Linked DNA regions of Macaca mulatta: region 1 is linked to region 2. A link is a contact called in public Hi-C data. All regions are on one chromosome and are shown on one strand. The core of a region is the stretch at or near the end of the contact, and the rest is flanking DNA. Distances in the headings are between cores, read along the strand shown. Region 1 holds the start of CEP152 (centrosomal protein 152). Region 2 holds the start of FBN1 (fibrillin 1).

What was found. A called contact is a pair of places that touch in the nucleus more often than the background predicts.
Region 1: a Hi-C map of fetal cortex germinal zone shows a contact between it and region 2, with 2.7 times the contacts expected there. The contact joins the promoter of CEP152 here to the promoter of FBN1 in region 2. A contact is called at or near these places in 2 of 14 Hi-C or Micro-C datasets (fetal cortex germinal zone and fibroblasts).

Annotation. Positions count from the first base shown.
Region 1 is chr7:26,142,419-26,147,146 of T2T-MMU8v2.0, reverse strand. CEP152 (centrosomal protein 152) reads left to right here and starts at 1,559. Exons shown (of 27, transcript XM_077939387.1): 1 at 1,559-1,768.
Region 2 is chr7:25,971,819-25,976,466 of T2T-MMU8v2.0, reverse strand. FBN1 (fibrillin 1) reads left to right here and starts at 1,615. Exons shown (of 66, transcript XM_015142182.3): 1 at 1,615-1,750; 2 at 2,378-2,722. The coding sequence starts at 2,559.

The sequences.
Region 1 (4,728 bases), core at 310-2,809, 170 kb before region 2:
CCTAGGCCCCCCACAGTGTTGTAGTGAGAACCGAATGAGATAATGCTTGTGAAATAATTTACCAATCTGTAAAGCACTGTGTAAAGGATTATAAACACTGCCTCCTCCTGTGTTTCCCCTGACACCTTTTATGCTTTCATCCTTCTAAGAAGCAGTTGTTTGTGCATGGGGATCACCTGGCATTCTTGTTGCAGCACTCCATTATAACCCTCAGCACAGAAGTTTGCCAATCGACTTCAGTGGGATGTGAGAAGTGAAAAGTGCATTTGATTCTCACTAAGATGCCTTGGGTCAGATTCAACAAATGCCATTTACTTGAATGCCTTTTATTTGCTTTTACTGCCTGCCCCCCCTGCCAAAATCTTCATCTATTTGTTCATTTGTTCATTTATTCATTTTCTCATTTAATGTAATTGTTTTGAGTGCCTACCAGGGTCATGAAACATGTTAGATACCCAAGAAGTAAAGTGAGTACTTCAAGATATTCACATTGTACTGAGTGTAACAGACACACAAAAACTATAGTGGATATAAGAACTATAATAGGATATATAGGATACACTGTGTACAGAGGTAGGAAAGATCATTTCTGCGAAGTGAGGGAGTGTGTATCATGAAAGGCTTCAAAAGAGGTGATAGTCTATCTCGAAAACTAAGTAGGAGGAGAACTAAGGTAGAGGCAATGCAGGTGAAAGAAACAGCTTTCACAGCAGGTGAAACAAAAAAAGCGCTCTGGGAACCATTGTTAGCTCAGCCTGTGATTTCATTCATTCTATTACAGTGGATTAAATTACCTGTTATTTGCCAAACTCTATACCAGTTTATGGGGTTACAGGGGTCAGTGTAGGCATGGGGGTGGATGGTGAAGTAGCAAAGGAAAACTAGCCACATTATGAAGAGCCTCGAACAGCCATTTTACTCCACGCCAGTACACATGGGAAAGAGTTGAAAGGATATGTGAACCTGCTGCCACCAATTCCTTTATTATTCACTGGAACTGTTTCAGCCAGAGAAGATAGACACAGTACTGGGCTTCACTGAAGACTGGGTGGCGCTGTCTTTAGGGGCAGGTTAATAATATACACCTAAGGGACAAGAACACTTACACCCGAGGAAATTAGAATAGTGAACAGACACGTGGACAAATGTGCCATCTTATCAGTTTAAAGAAGCAAAAATGTAAACAAAGCGGCACCTAGTAAGATAGAAGACAAAGCAGAACATCTAAGGCTGTTAGGTAATGGGGAAGCAGGTGCCTTAGAAAACAAGAAGGGCAAATGCAAAAAACCTCTAAGGCAAGAGTTCGGTGGGGAATCTGCGGGATTCTGTGTGCTGAAGCGTAGGAGGCACGAGTCACCTCTGCAGTCTCCGTTACCAAAGGGGCAAGGGGTGCCGGTAAGGCCGGTGCACCCTGGCGGAAGGTAGCGGGCAAAGCGCCTCGGCGTCTCTAGGCAACCGATCAGCCCGCCCACTCCAGAGTAACTTCCTCGTAATTGGCTCACGAATTCACCAATGGACGCACAGGGGGAGCTTCCCGCCACCTCTGGCGCCCGCTTTCAAACAGCCGTACTTTGCAACTGCGGGCGGACTTGTCAACCAAGCTTGAGGAAGGCGGAGACTTCTGCTTCCTCGCTCTGCCCCGAGCCGGCACGGCTCCGCCCACCGGGCGAGCTTCTAGTCGGCGATTGAAGGAGGCGACTGCTCCTTAAGGGCCTCCGCCCCGTGGGTTCGGTTGTGACTAGGAAGGAGCTAGTGGACTACAACCAGGGTAAGGGGGTTTGCTAGAAGTTGGTCTTCCGCCAGGGCTAGAGTTTCCTCGCGGTAACAGCCTGCGTGGCCTCTGGTGAGTTCTGATTCACGGGTGGGCTTGGACCTGGGGTTAGAGGAGTTGCGGGGTCCTCGGGATCCTGGCTGAGGGTTCCCCGGGGGCTGACCTGCCCTCTCCCCAAATCCCGCGGTGGTGGACTGCCCGCAAGTTGCGGGCTCAGCTTTTACCTTTAACGTGTCATTTAGACCTCTTCATTCCTCCAATATCCTATTTAGAAGCGACATATGGGAAGCCCGCCTCGTTTCCAAACTGCTGGGGTCGCCCCGAGACCCTACTCTGCGGACCCCGCCTTGGTCACCCTGGCGTTACTCCTGGCTCACAGTAGGTGCTGTGTGCACGTGTGTTGACCGAGTACAAGTGATGCTGGCACCCAAAGCCAGCAGTCCTGGGTTATGGGCCCCGTGTGGCTTTGGTCATGTTTGTAGTGCTGTAGCTGACGCCAAACAGTTCCTCAAGGTCATTCGCTTAGCCTGTGGATGCCTATTGTGTATTAGCATTACTCGCTCCGCTCTCTGAGCAACTTAAATCAATTTGTCCAAAGTGCTGTCATTAGCACTGATCACAAGATGTTGTGATCATTTGTTTATATGTCTATTTTCTTTCCCTCCATCACGTCCCGTTAAACTTTGTAATCTTGAACAGTGCTTGGTAAATTGTTGAATGAATGAATAGGGCGCCTCCACCAGGTGTTGCAAGTCTAAACTGAGCTGTGTGCTCTGGCTATTTCCATTCTAGAAGGCGAGTTATGTCAGCAAGTAAGTAGAATTTCCCAACTCCCAGTGCAATTCTTAGAGACCCCTTTTGTGGGGGTTTATAACCCTTTCTATATCGTAGTCATGAACTCGAGTCTGATTTAAGCCTGTTATCACCATATACCTTCATAGTGCGTGACAATGAACATGCACTCCCCAGGCAGGTGAATGCGCTCAACTAAAGAGAAGCTGAAGTAGAAGCCATAAGAAAAGCATAAGACATACAGTCTGAAAGTGCAAAGGAGTGGCTTATTCTATGGGGGAACAGGCTTGGAAAGGCATCTTGAAGGAGGGTGGCATTTTTGTTCCATAGGAAGTTGCATTATTTGAAGTGACATTTCTCATAGGCTGCACACTCACCTTTTCTCAGATATGCGGAATCCTCTTTATTCCCGTAACCTCTTCGGTAGCTGTCAGACTCCTATTCATCAGTAATCATGTCATAATAATAATAAAACTAGAATGTATTGATTGGTACATAGTGCTAATTACTTTACATGTATTATCTTGTGAATCCTCAGAATCAATCTTTGAAGTAGGTATTATTTCTACCCCCATTTCATTAACGAAGAGGCAGAAACGGTTTGCTCAAGACTGCACTGCTGATAAATAAAAGAGCCAGAATTGAGCTCAGGTTGTCTGAATGAGTGCCCTCATTCTTAGAGCCAGTTATAGCCATATTGTGTCCTTTAAGATTTATTTCTAATCTAAAAGCTCTTTTTTTTCTGTAAAAATTCTCTAAACTATCCTTTCTTCTTAGGAAAAGTTAATTTGTGCTTTGTACTTTCATCTACTACGGAATTTATTACAATATGTTATTGTAACTGTTTATATCAGTGGCTCTAAGAGAGGATGAGCAGAGACAGTGAGCTCCTCATGGCTGGTACCATGTTTTAGATGTATCTAGGATGTGATCTGGAACACAGTGGGTATTCAATAAAATTTTATTGAAATAATGAATTCCTATAAGGTAACATGCCTGTATCATATTCAGTCAACAAATATTTGTTATGTGCCTACCATGTGCAAGCGGGTAGATACATTTTAATTCTGCCTTCAGGGTGCTTATAGTTTATTAGATGAGGCGAAAACAATACTACTTTTGCTTTGTAATCTTTTGTCTAAATAAACACTGATTGGTTTTGTTGCAAGGAGGGCAGAGAAAATCAGGGACAACGAAAGAAATGCTGGGTCAGAGCATCCATCGGAGTGTAACAACAGGACATACTTTTTGTAGTCTTGTTAAGGGTTCAGAAAAAGTTATCTAGGAAGAAAGTCTACCAGTCTGCTACTGAAAAAGAAAACCAAAACATACTGTACACTTATTCTGCATCTTGATTTCTTAAGTGGTCAGCCTTGAGTCAATAGATATAGAAAATTTTCATTATTTTTACTAGTGGTATAGTATGACAAATTCAAAAATAATTTTACTAGTGCAAATGTTCATTTTCAATATATTAATTTTGATAGTTTTCAAGATGGTTTAGCAGTTCATATTTTCACCAGCAACTCATGAGCCATACAAAATACAAAATAGTCACCACTGGTTGATAATTTTTTTTTTTTTCAATCTAGTGGTTGTTGAAAGTGGCATATCGTTGTTTAAATGACACTTTTTTGAAACATCACGAGCTTAAGCATCTTTTCAAACTAATTGATTTACACTTTTTAAAATAAATTGTCATATCAGTCACCCAATTTTATATTGGATTGTCTGTCTTTTTAAGAATTTTATATTGGGACTTTGTGAGGTGCTTTGCAAATATTTTTCTGATTCTCATTTTTCTGGACTTTGTTAGTGATGTATTTTTTCTTTTTTTTCTTTTTCTTTTCTTTTCTTCTTTTGGGGATGGAGTCTTGCTCTGTTGCCCAGGCTGGAGTGCAGTGGTGTGATCTCAGCTCACTGCAAGCTCCGCTTCCCGGGTTCACGCCATTATCCTGCCTCAGCCTCCCGAGTAGCTGGGACTACAGGCGCCCACCACCACGCCCGGCTGATTTTTTTGTATTTTTGGTAGAGGCGGGGTTTCACCATGTTAGCCAGGATGGTCTCGATCTCCTTACCTTGTGATCCTCCCGCCTCGGTCTCCCAAAGTGCTGGGATTACAGGCTTGAGCCACAGTGCCTGGCTGTATTTTTTCATACACAATA
Region 2 (4,648 bases), core at 366-2,865:
GACACATTTTTGCCTTGTTCACTAAATTGTTGAAGTAGCCGGGTTCAAATTGTTGACCCTGCCTTGTTAAAAATTGTTGAAGTGTAGTTCAACAATGCACTAAGTGGTACACAGTTCGTGCTCAGTAAAAACATCTTGAATGAATGATCTCCTTTACTCAGCCAGGAGTGTGTGACCAAGGCTGTCATTCATGAATCTGCTAAGAGACCTTTTGCAGGTGAGACTTAAAGTAGATCACATACATACTTAGAGGATTACGGCTTTAGATCAGCTCATGGTTCCCACAGTTTTACTGTTTCATCTTCATGTATCATAGCAGTTCAGCATGTCCATCATCACCATTATAACCCTGTGTGGTGGACACTACAAGTCCCATCTTATAATTGGAAAGAAGTTGAATAACTTGCTCAGGTCTCTCTACCCTACTCTCTGGGCCCCTTTACAAACGATTACAAATAAGGAAAATCCCTTTCAACAGGATACATTCCCAGGGTACCTCTTTGTGCTGAGCTTTTATTTTTGGCTCGACAGTGGGCTGGTGGCCGCTTGCAGGGGATTTTCTGGGGGTCTCCAGTTACAGCAGCCAGGACCCAGTGTGCGACTTCCGGCCTTCCTAAACTGTTAGAGGGTGCAGGCATCATCGGGCATTATCCATATAAGGATGCCACAAATACTATACCTTTCAAAGCCACTAAATTCACTGTGCCGTGCATACCCTGGGGAGAGGCAGCTGTGTGTGTGGGAGGGCGACGGGACAGGGAGGGTGTAAGTAGAGTACTCCAGATGAACCCCAATCTTAATCTGGGCTGTGCAAGAGGACCATCCCTTCACCGCTCCCATCCTAAATCCTAGGTTCCAACATTTACAGGCCCCTGGGTTGGACACCGACTGAGAGAATCCTGGATTCAGGCCTGGATGGCTTGAATTGAGCCTCAGAAGAGCCGCGTCTGGAGTGGGCTCTCCACAACCCGGGGCAAGTGGGAGCGGCAGAGCCCTCTCCTCGGTCGGCACAGCAGCCCCTGCCGCGGTCCCGGCCTGCGACACACCCAGTCTTAGCCTCCCGGCCTCCTGCGTCTGCTGAGTGTCCGGCGGGAGAGGCGCAGGGAGCGCGCTACCGGGAGGCGCAGGCAGCGGGGACTGGTCTCCTCTCGGGCCAGGGCCTCCGGGACAGCCGTCTCCAGCGCGCATTCTTGGCGCAGGTGGAACAACTTTCTGCTGCGGCAGGGCTTCCCCGATCACGGGAGAGGCTAATCTCGGATCTAGACCTCCCAGCCGCAGAGCGGGCTAAAACCGCTACTCCACCTCTTCCCATTTCTCTCCTCCCCACCTCAAGACAAAAAGTCCCAGGCCGGGCAGGACCTGATCACCTCTGCCTCCTCCCACTGCGCTAATCCTGCGAGCGAGAGGCCCCGCGCCGAGGCGGAGGCTGGCAAAGGGGAGTGGAAAGGGAGGATGGATGGGGCCGGGGGGTGGGGTGGTGATGAGGGGGATGAAGGAGGGGGTGTCATTTTCTTTTTCTTTCTTTTTTTTAAAAAAGTATTTCTCTCGCGAGAAACCGCTGCGCGGACGATACTTGAAGAGGTGGGGAAAGGAGGGGGCCGCGGGAGCCGCGGCAGAGACAGTGGGTGCCACAAGCGGACAGGCGGCCACAGCTGGGACAGCTGCGAGCGGAGCGGAGCAGTGGCTGTAGCGGCCACGACTGGGAGCAGCCGCCGCCGCCTCCTCGGGAGTCGGAGCCGCCGCTTCTCCAGTGGGTGCAGCCTGGGTCTCGACGGGGGTCGGGCAGCCACCCGGGCTGGAGCTGCGGCCACGGAGGCTTTTGCGTTTGCGCCGCGCCGCGCCGAGGGCAGGGACAGGGACTGGGGTGAGGGGCTGTCCCGGAACGTCCACAGCTGGCGCTGGCCCTCCCCTGCCTGACGGCTTCCTGGCCCGGGGCTCTTGGTGCCGGGCTCCGCGTCAGATGTTCGGGGGGCGGTGGCAGCGCCCGGAGTCGGCGGGGACGGCGCGGCGGGCTTCCAGCCTGGCGGAGAGGGCAGGCTGAGGAGTGGGGCGTTTATAGCGCGCATCGCGCGCAATTCGTGCCACTAAAAAATAAACCCAGAGAGCTCGCCCGGGACTTAGGATCTCTGGGGACATGGGTACTTTGCGCTGCGCTCTTTTGGCGGGGCCCGGGAGGCCAAGGGATTGGCCGGGGCTGCTGCCGCCGGGGGCCTGGGCTTTCCAGCCAGCTGTGGACCAAACGGTCTTCCCTTACCCAAATTAACTGCGCCACGCGCAGGCGGCGCACGGGTTGGGCTCCGGAATGGGGACCGCGAGGCTTCAGCATCCCGATGCCCTGAAAGTCTCCCCGCCTCGGGGATTTGTCTCTGTGTTGCAGCTGGCAGGGGCCGCCTGAAGTGGGAGCAGCGCCTGGAGAAGGCGGGAGGAGCCCGGCCCGGGGGACGGGCGGCGGGAGAGCGGGACCCCGGCGGCGCGGTGCGCTTCAGGGCGCAGCGGCGGCCGCAGACCGAGCCCCGGGCGCGGCAGGAGGCGGCGGGAGCCGGCGGCGGCTCGGCATCATGCGTCGAGGGGGCCTGCTGGAGATCTTCCTGGGATTTACCGTGCTTTTAGCGTCCTACACGAGTCATGGGGCGGACACCAATTTGGAGGCTGGGAACGTGAAGGAAACCAGAGCCAGTCGGGCCAAGAGAAGAGGCGGCGGAGGACACGACGCGCTTAAAGGGTAAAGGAACCGGTCCCCTCCTTTGGTGTGGGTCTCCCAAGTTTCAAGATGCAGAACAACGGGCAGGATGATTCTCCCTGTGGAAGACTCCTTGGCAAGACCTCCTGGGGGCACCTTAGAGGTGCTAGGGTTGTTTAGTCCCCACCCCGTTCGTGGTTAAACTACCTTGCCCCTACTCCCAAAGATTTCTGCCCCAAAGGAGAGGACAGGATTGAAAGGAATCTTGGGCCATTGTTGAGGCAGATTTTGGGAGGCGAGAAGGGTTCCTTGAGGAAGAAGGGGAGGAGTTGCGAGTGGGATAAGAGGAGAAGCCCATTCCTTTCCCTGCAATACCAATTCTGGTTGTGTCTAGAGGAAAGTACTTTCCTTGGGGTCATCTTGGTAGATGCTGTATTTGAAAGGGGGCAAGGAAAGGAAGGGATTCCCATGAGAGTCAGAGGATAAATCACAAGAGTAGTCGACTCTTCCGTAAATTATGCTTATTACGATTACGGATTGGGTTTTCCGGGCAGTGCTTCCTTTAGATGTCTACACTGGAAGCACAACAGGGCAAGTGGTTCTGAGAACTGGTTTTTTTGGGTTGTGTGGGGCTCTCCGTTTCGCTGCAGCAGTAAGGCTGCTGTGGCCGGCCTTAAGGAGGTATTTTTAACTAATGGTGTTTGTATTATGTACATTCAGTTGACCATTTCACTGGCTTCCCATGCCGCTATTATAGATGTTTCGGCCAGAAAGATTTAAATTAGGCGGGTTGACTAAGGGTTGTCACTTTCCTGTGTTGAAGGACAGTGGGAATACATTTCCTTTAAGAGAAATTTGTCTGCAATTGTTTAAGTTAAAGCCTCCATGGAAACAGCAGGATGGACTGTCAATGACCCCTTTTATCTTCTTGGAGGAGCCTGTTAAGTAAACTCTGACAGTATATATAGGGAGATTTTGTATTAAATTCTTACCATCCTGACTGATGCTCTTTTCCTGAGTGGATCTGTAGCTTTATTATGTGGCTCTGGGCCACCAAGTGATGGTGTCCACTTGGATACGTGGCTGATCATTTCCCTGACTCTTTTTTTGTTATGGGGTGTTACAGTCATGTATATGTAGTAAAATTTGTGTTTGTGTGGATATGAGATATGAGAAGATACGAGAAGAAAAAGTGCAGTAAACTCACCAGACCAGTTTTTGACTCCTAGTCTGGAGAAGGGGCACGATGATTGTAAGAGCCAAGCACTTAGGCTGTGATAAAATAGCACAGAACATAGTTACGATTAATTCGGTTCCATCTTGGCCTTTCTGGAAAAGAAACCCAGAATTCCGATAATGTTGGAAGGAAGTTTGCTTATCATGGTAAGCCTGACCCTGATCAGACAGCAGACGTTTATTGTCCTGTGTGCAAGGCACGTGGCAAGTTCAGTAAGTAGACTGAGGCTCTGATTTTCATATGTTCTCAAGAGGGCCTCATTTAGTCCAGTATTTTTCCTTCAAAAATACATTTCTCCTACATAATATTATCTTAATATCTATTCTGAGAGAATTGCTCCTGTATATAAAGGAAGTGGGGGTTTAATTCTGTGGCTGAAGATCTTCAGGGAGGTGTGGGGCCTGGTCAGACATTTGTCTCATTTCTCTGGGCTGTCACCAACTAGGGTGTTCCCTTGGGAGGCACAGACTGAATGTGAAAAAAGAAACTAAGCTTTACTTTGTTGCTTAACAGGATGCCACACTTTTACTCACTGCTTTCTCTGTCTGGTTTTACATTTGTTTGTGATTATAGAGAGATACCTCTCGTGCTCCTCACAGTATTTGATCATTAACACAGACCTTATCCTATTGCAAACTATTTTTAAAGCCTTCCTAAAAACAGGGTATTAATAGAATTGTAATTATGTGTGTTCCTAATTCTCATGTTAACTATAAGATTTTATAGTAAGT